Linked DNA regions of Mus musculus: region 1 is linked to region 2. Evidence: chromatin contacts called from public HiChIP or PLAC-seq data. All regions are on one chromosome and are shown on one strand. Each heading gives the region's core, a stretch centred on a gene start, on an enhancer-like site or on the middle of the called end of the contact. The rest is flanking DNA. Distances are from core to core; before and after follow the strand shown. Region 1 has its middle 28 kb from the start of Spp1. Region 2 overlaps Aff1 (AF4/FMR2 family, member 1).

What was found. HiChIP or PLAC-seq counts read pairs in DNA pulled down with a chosen protein or histone mark.
Region 1: a CTCF HiChIP or PLAC-seq map of the NIH/3T3 cell line shows a contact between it and region 2, with 5 read pairs. The contact joins two enhancer-like sites. A contact is called at or near these places in 1 of 15 datasets of contacts at CTCF or cohesin (the NIH/3T3 cell line) and 1 of 115 datasets of contacts at active chromatin or transcription factors (bone marrow-derived macrophages).

Annotation. Positions count from the first base shown.
Region 1 is chr5:104,405,007-104,409,491 of GRCm38.p6, forward strand. No RefSeq gene overlaps it. Among named protein-coding and RNA genes, the nearest start is that of Spp1, 28 kb to the right of the region's middle. Within about 2 kb of position 2,710, at least 130 of the 459 cell types and tissues checked have an H3K27ac peak or open chromatin away from gene starts, as enhancers often do. A contact at or near this core is called in the NIH/3T3 cell line and bone marrow-derived macrophages, where this site is marked.
Region 2 is chr5:103,776,520-103,780,510 of GRCm38.p6, forward strand. All of the region lies in intron 1 of Aff1 (AF4/FMR2 family, member 1), which reads left to right. Among named protein-coding and RNA genes, the nearest start is that of Aff1, 24 kb to the left of the region's middle. Within about 2 kb of position 2,257, at least 210 of the 459 cell types and tissues checked have an H3K27ac peak or open chromatin away from gene starts, as enhancers often do. A contact at or near this core is called in the NIH/3T3 cell line and bone marrow-derived macrophages, where this site is marked.

The DNA.
Region 1 (4,485 bases), core at 1,460-3,959, 630 kb after region 2:
CACATGCCCAATCCAGATCTTAACAATATTGTTTGGCTGCTAAGTTGTGGAATTTTCTGAGTTTCCTAACATCTACTGTCTTAAATTGTTCAACAGAATATGTCTTGAGACATAGAAATTGTTTCCAGACCCAGAGCAGGCTAAGCAGATAATAAGCCAGCATTACTTCTACAGAAGTTTTGCATCCGACATGCATTGAGGAAAAATGTGTGTATGCCATCTTTCTCAGTGGAATTGTGGTTCTCATAGGATTTTGATGCTCAGGGTAACAGATGGAGAAAAGATTCCAGTATATGACTATCAATTGTCACGGCAACAAACCATGGCAACTCAGGATTTAAAGAGCCCGGAGTTCCAGTTACCTCAGTGAGGTAACACTAATCACTGTTTGTTTATTCAACTACAGAATGTACTGAGACCAGTCCCCAGGCATTCTAGGAGGGAGATGACTCTAGTTTGGTCAAGTTGACATAAAACACACGCAGCCTACCTGGAAGCCTATGTTCCAACTTATACTGCGTATTCACTTATATCCCAAGGTCACATATTTGGTCTTTGCCATACCCAGGATGATGCTAGCATATTTTTCATGTTGAGGCCTCTCTGACTGAGGATTATTACTCCAAACACCTAAGGGCCTTCATTGTAAGCTTGCCAGGAGCTCTGCATAGTAAAGAAGTGTTTAGATGAGAGGGCATCACAGCTAACAAGATGACCTAGGCCGCAGGAAAGGCCTTTTGTTGTTTGTCTTGGTCTCTTCTCTGTTTAAATCTGCCAGCGTTGAAGGTTTCCAACAAATGGTAGGAGTAGTTTTCCTACATGTGACATACTCAGCCTCCTAACTCCAGAGGGTCTCACAATACCGTCTCTTTCTTTACAGCAGGCCGCACATGGTTCAGAAAGGCAAATCTCACTTTAGAAAGACTGTCACTGAATATCTAAGATAACTAGATTCCTTAAAGTGCCTCCCTGAGTGTCAGTTCCCTGGTACTCAATTGGTTCACACTGTGGCCTGTAGTTACTTTACTAGGTCAAACAGGAAAGTTCTCACTAGGTCCAACTCACTTAACATACTAGCACAGCTCCCTGGTGGTACCAAGATGACCAAGTTCCCTCCAAATTACATCATAATAAGATGACCTGAATGCATGTAATTAACAATGTAATCTATTGTCCCTGATACTTGAAAGCAAACTTCTTCCTATGCAGTTAGCTGAGACCCCCCCCTGTCTGGATCCATAGCCACATCCCACACAAGGGATGGGTTTTATTGCTACTGGTCAAAATACAAAAGCCAGAACTATAACTTAACCAAAGCTGGCATCTTATTATACCTCTGACAATCCACAGATATTTTTAAAAATGCCCAAAAATTGATATCTTGAGCAGGCAATATTTCTCATTGGATAGGGATGCTTGTCATCGGGTCTAATAACCTGAATCAGTACTCCAGAATCCACGTGGTGGAAGGAGAGAATCGCCTGCCACAGTTGTCCTCTTATGAACACTAATGTGGCGTCACACACACACTAATAAAATATTTACAAAATATTTATATTTTAATGAATTTTTCTGCAGTGCTAAATGAATTCATGGGCAAAAGGTTTGTTTCTTCAATCAGAAATAGTGTGGCTTCCTTTTCTGGGTGCTGTGCATGCCAGTTAGGGAGGTGTTAGCAGCTTATAGGTTTCAGAACTAAGATAGGAATAAAGTTAAAGAGTCCTCTCAATGGTTGATGGCAGATTTGAAGTTTTGAGGTCAAAAGCAGGTCTGGTCTTACTCTAGGAGAGCATGGGATTCCTTGAGCTTAAAGGTGATTAGGTGCTAATTTCTAGGGAAGCAGAGCTCTGTGCTTTGCTTAGATGTTGCCAGAATTCTCGTTGGAGTGTGAAACAGATCAGAACTAAAGCCAGTGAGAACCCACAAAGGGCTCAGCTCAGAGGAGCCAGCGGCATTACCTCCCCTGAACTGGGGTGGGGGTTGGCGCTTTCATGGTAAACAGGATCCAGCAAAAGCAGTGGCTGGATTATCAAGATCACAGAAAAGAAAGCAGAGCCCATAAAAACATACTGAGTTTTAGTATTCTGGCATGCAGGCAGCCTTTAGGGAAGACAAACTGTATTTATTCAGTAAGATTGCAAACAGTTCTTTTTTTCTGGTGCATTTGTTAAAAGACAATCTTTTAATATCCACAGAAAATTGGTTCTATTTACATATTCTAAATCCTCATATAAAATAGATAAGATGGCATAGTATTTGCATCTATGCATATTCCCGCATGCACTTTTAACTCTAAACTGCTTGTAATATAATATAAAGTCTAGGCCAGTACATGTCATACAGGGAAGGGGAGAAAAGGGGACGGGGAAGGGTGGGGCAGAGGGAAAGGAAGGAGGAGGAGTGGGAGGGGAGGAAACAGGAACAAAAAAGCCTGTTCTTGTTCCACAGATGTGTATTTCCAGTCTGGTGGTGATTGAAGGCAGAGTGGATGTCGAGTACAGATTGCTTATAACGCACTTGAGTCCCAGGTAAGATCATGAACGTACTGGCAAAGCAGCAATCTCAGCAGTCCCCAGCCATGAGAGCAAAATCCTTGGAGGGCAATGCAGAGGCCTCCAGAGAAGAGTACAGAGCAAAGGCTGGCCTCTAGTCTCTCCTGAGAACTCTGCCAGCTCTGCCTTAGGTTTCTCCCTTTGGAGTCTCTCCACAGCAATCTTGCCAGTTTGTCAGTGAGTCACCCTTTAAGAACTCAAGAGCTGCCACCTTAGGGGCACTCTCTGAGGGAGAAATTGCTGTAAGGTTCTTCCCATTCTTCTAATAGAAGACTGGTAGACTTTTATTTTAACAACAATGAAAACTAATTTTTTTCATGTTTTCACAAGGAACACTTAAAAAAAAAAAGACCACTGTGGCAGTAAAAATAGTTCTTCTCCCTCCATTACTTCTTAATTAAATGCAGACTTCTCAACACAGCTAGAAAAGTAGAGTAATTGCCCAAGGGCTGTGGTTTTCCACATTATTCTTGCCCCAGCACAAAGAATGCATTCTGTGTCTGCCTCTACCCAGTTGTGTAATAACTGAAAAACCACCAGGAGATTTTTTTTTCTCTTCAAGCAGAAATTGGAAGCCCAGTTTTATTGGATTTTACATCTTTTTGACAGATTCAATAGTCCTTCTCTAGTTGGCAGAACAAATGGCGCCTTATTTAGATCAATGGAAGGTAGGGTTGAACCCTGCCTGCTTGCCACCCTCTCTTCTCAGAGACTGAAATAATAAAAACTTCTAAAGAGATATTTAAACAAGTGTATAACACTGCAGGGTTGTCCAGAAGTTCTATACAACGTATTGTATCGTGTGGGGAATCTCAGCATGAGAACGCAGAGCTCTGGGTTTGAGTCAGCACAAGAGGAAAGACAGGAGAGAACAGGGGAGATGAAGGAAGGAAAAGGTGGGGATGAGGGAGAGTTAAAAGAATGAGAAAGGGAAAGAGAAAGAAGTTTTTATTTGTTACATCACCCTGAGAGATGCTAACAGAAACCCAAAAATATTCATGACCGCAAAGCATTCAAGATCTATGGTGGTTATAACAATGAAGTCTAGGTACCAACACAGCGCACTTACCATGGTGCTCAGAGTGGGACCAAAGAGAATGGAAAAGACTGGAAATGACCAAAGAACAGTCTCTATAAACAGAGTTTGTATAATTTACTTCTGTTTATGTTCAGTTTCCACCTGTGGGCTGATGATGATGTAACGGGCTGTGGTGAAGGCGTTTCCACCAAGCAGGAGCTCGAAAATCCCACCGTGGGGCTCAGTTCCTTTGAGTTCTATGGTTTTCAGAAATTAAAATAATAAAAATTCAACAGTTTTGAAATGTTATATTTTGGTGACTTCTGTAGATTTCAAATGGTCTAGAAACTGGAAACAACATTCACCGCTCTATTTCCAAAAAGGAAGCTATATTCCCAAAACAGCCATGACACCTCTGAGAATGAGTGCACAGCTTGCAGCAGTCACTAGCCTAGGCTCACCCTCTGAGATCCCAAAGCTGTGCACATCAGCAATACGGATGCTTATTGTTTTCAGAATCCACTGAGTTGTTGTTCAAAACATTCCTTGCCCTCAGCTAAGATTTGAAAATCTTTGTTTGGCCCAAACTTTAGAAGAACAACCAGACACAGAATCACAGAACATATCTGAAATGTGGGTATGGTGAATTATGCCTATAACGACAGTATTTGGGAAACTGAGGCAGGAGGATAATCATGGATTCAAGACCACCCTGCTCTGCCTGGTGAGTTCTGGGCCAGCCTGGGCTATTATTGTCCAAAAAAGTAATGAATTCCACATATAAGTTTGGTGGATATACAATTTAGCCCACAACAGGATTAAATGAGCTGATTATCAAAGGGTTTAAAATATCCAATACTTTGGGCTGGACCTATGCCTCCCACATCTATATAACAGATACGCAGCTTGGTCTTC
Region 2 (3,991 bases), core at 1,007-3,506:
TAGGTGCTGGGAACTAAACCTTGGTCTTCTGCGTTGGGCATTCTCAATTGCTGAGCCATCTCTCTAGCCCTAATATACATACATACATACATATTACAAGTTATATGTTATATATTATATATTAATTATGTGTCTGGGTGTTTTGCCTGCATGTATCCCTGTGCACCTTGTGTGTGCCCAGTGTCAAGGGAAGCAAAGGTATTCCTTGGAACTAGAGTTACAGCCTGTTAATGCAGTGCTTTTAATTGCTTGGCCATTGCTCCAGCCCTGTTCTCTATCCCATCCCCCTTTATTGATATGTGTGGAAGGCTTTGTCTGCTGTGTATTGGAACACCTAGCCTTTCTTCTATCTGTGTCTCTCGTTTCTGCTGGGTAGTGCATCACCATAAGCCAGCTTAACAAAAAGGCGGGTGATTAGGCTTCTCTACCTGTAGATTAATAAGATCTTCCCTCTAAATATATCTGCATGTATTCCAAGGAGAAACGGTCAGTGTGTCATAAAACACCAGCCCTGGCACTTGGACTTTGGATCGTGTTTTTCTCTGTTTTACTGCAGGCTGTGAGCTTTTGCTTCTTCATACACAGGGATCTAGAATTACAGTTTGGGGCTGATCTACTGTTTAGAGCTTTGCAAAATAATGATCACAATATTTCTTTACTCCATTTTGTTTTGCCCTGTGTGTGTGTGTGTGTGTGTGTGTGTGTGAGAGAGAGAGAGAGAGAGAGAGAGAGAGAGAGAGAGACTCCGCTAAAATAGTATATGAATATCTTTTTTGTGAAGCAAATGTTCCAACAAAACTGTTTTTGAACCTGAGTCTCTTGGTAGTCCTGGTTCCTCTAGAGCTTGCTCCGCAGACCAGGCTAGCCTGGCCTCACAGAGATCTGCCTGCCTTTGCCTCCCAAGTGAAGATATTGAAGCTGTGCACTACCATGCCAGGCACAGAGCTGAATATACACAGAATGCTCCAGGAACCACATTGTCACTCAACCACGTCACCCTAGTCTCCTGGGAAACCTAACAGAGTGTAAAGTGTGTTAGAACCTATGTAGAAGTATGTGCCAGGTTCTTCTGCAAGGTGAATTAACATGGTGTTTCCTTAGAGCCGGTATCAGTCTAAAACTTGTAACATGCATCTCAGGTATGCAAACTGCCTCAGAATGGAAAAAGAGACTTTATGATGCGTAACAAGAATTTAAATTTCTTTATCGAGTGTAGTTACTCTCAGAGGAGAGTGAGTGGCCAGGAGGTTCCCTGAGCAGTGTTTTCAAGGCTGATTTAAATTGTGTGAAGGTGGGTGTGGGGTCCTAACACAGATGATCAGCCCCAGGAATACAGCTGATAGAATCATTGTTGTCTTCTGGAGGGGCCCCCGATTGCTTTTTTAAGTGTCAGTTTGAGTGTTTGGGGGACCAAGTCCCCCCCCCCCCCCCCCCCCGATTCAGCTTGTTGTTTGTAGTGTGTTTTAGGTTAAGGGAGCAGTATTAAGAATGGAAGTTTTAGCTGAGTGATTTTTATTATGAGAAAGCCTCTTGCACATTCTTTTCATACACATGGAACTGGGGGGGGGGAGTAGTCTCTTGTGTTTGGAAACATTTATTTTTGTCTCCAAAACACGGAGCTGTCCTCTGTAAGCAACATTGGGAGAGATACAGTTTAATGGCAAACTAATGTAATTTTAAAATGCAGTGACAGTTTTTCCTAAAGCCAATGTGTTAAAAAAAAAAAAAAGAAAAAGAAAGAAAGAAAGAAAGAAAAAGTTCCCAAGCTTTTGGAATGGAAACAAAGGACAGAAGACAAATGTAAGCCAGGCAGAACCGTTTCCAGTGCTCTAAAGTCACGTGACAGAAGCCGCCGATCCCGTTCCTTCACTTCTATCCACTTGTGACACAGGGACCCTATTTCGTAAGGCAAGGTGGCTGGAAGCCGTGAGTCTTATAAGTTGTTTTGTATGGTCAGGGCAGGACGGCAAAGAGCTAAATCAGTGAGTCAGAACCCAGTGGGTTGATTTCTTTCTCCTTCTCTGGCTACAAGGAGAGACGCGTGAAAGAAGATACTCCTCCCCCGTACTCTCCAAAGGAGAGTTAAAACTTTGAGCATTAATTCTAGAGGGAGCTGGTGACATCTTTGAGAGAAAGGCATACACGGAGTGAGCAGTCAGGGGTGATAAATGGGTAGTCAGCTGTTCACAGGCAGCCCCGTGGGCCCTGGGTTGCCATGGGAGCATGAATGGCATTCAGCATTCCTGATTGACTAACCTAGTTTAGTGACAAGGCTTGTGAGCTCTGAGCTCTGGCCTGGCAGAAGGCTCTTCAGGTGGACCTTACCACAGCACGCTGCACCATGTCTCCAGCCCAGCTTGGGCCTTTGTGTGGCTTGAGGCCTTCCTCATCTCTCCCCCCCTCCCCCCAGCCTCTTTGACTCCTTCCCTCATTAGTGGTAAGGAAGAAGAAGAGAGGACCCCCGCCCCCATGCCTACAGAGTTGGGTTTTCTCAGTACTTTAACTCCTCGGTGACACATTCCATCCCCCAAGGAGAAGCCTTTGAGTAAATGCACCCTGACAGGCCCAGCATGGGGCTGACTTAATCACCGTACTCTGAAGAGGTGAGGAATTGGAGCTGAATTTTTCAGCATTTTCACCACCTCTCTGAAAGTCAGCACACCCTGTGTGTTTTAGGTTTCCAGAGGTTCGTTCGGATTTTTTTTTTTTTTTAAATTTTTACCCGTTTTGTGTGGGGAGTTCTGTCAGTGAGAGTGTCGGCTGGCTTGTGTTTATTCTGCAATGCAGTGTTCTGTGCGTTGGAGCATAAGTGCTCTCTCTCTCAAGGGTCCTGGCAGCGCCTGACTTACACTTGTCTTCTGCCCTTGTTTCTGTCCCTAGCACCCAATAGCTTGGAAACTTTTCACATATTGGTTTTATGAAAAATGTCGACACGTTAAACTGTATCTGTCCAGATGTTGATTAAATAAACTCAGGGCAGCTCAAGGTTCTGAAGACTCAATTTTGTCTTTATTTGTTTCCCTCCACCCCCACCCTGCCCCAAAACATTCTATGTCCCCCTTTCTCAACCATGAGTCTGTGATCATCAATACCAAGGCAAAAGTAGCCTCCTTGCCCTTTACAGTCAGCAGGAGCAAGGGTCATGAACTTTGCCTGTATTCTGGAGGCAGGGGGGACTTGTAGATATCCTTGTAGATATCCTTGTGTTCTGTTGACTCTCCAGGATGCAGAGCATCCTGATGCCAGACTGTGGTTGCTGAGTGTTATCCCTGTCTGTGGATGTCTTTAGTGTATGAGACATGACTTGTGAGTGCAGAGGTTACTGTGGGATCAGTGACCCCCAAGTGTGTAAAATCTAACAAGGATCTAAAGAAGGATTGTATGCAGCTCAGTGTTTAGAAAACGGAAGAGCAAGCGCCTGTTGAGGCCCCTCTCAAGGAGCTTCCTGTAAGGGCTTTGTGGAATCAGCCGAACCAGTCATGCGTTCTGTGGTTCCGAGATTGTTCTGCTGGTAGGGATAATACCTGGGTTGCCGTGCACCTCCTCGAAACGAAGGAATTAAGAGTGATTAACAGCTAGCACACCTTAGTCATCACTGCCCTGTGTAACTCAGCCCAGCGACTGGGAGCGTAAGGCTGCATCACTAACCAAGCTTGGATTTCCAGGGCTTTGTGAGACAGTCAGTCAGTCATTGAGCCTCTTTTTTTTTTTTTTTTTTTTTTTTCCCAAATTGGAAAATGGGTCTTTAAAGAAATTCTACTTTGTCAGGTCTGATTGAAAACGAGAGAGAGAAAGAGAGAGAGAGAGAGAGAGAGAGAGAGAGAGAGAGAGAGAGATTGAGACCGTGCGAAAGAACCAGTGAGGCACTCAGGACAGTGCTGACTGAGGAACATGGTGGCCGGGACAGCTGGTCCTCTGTAAGGTCATTACCCTGTTTCCATGGGGCCCTCCTGGGCTCTGTAATCTGCCTTGACAAGGCCTTTGCCCTACT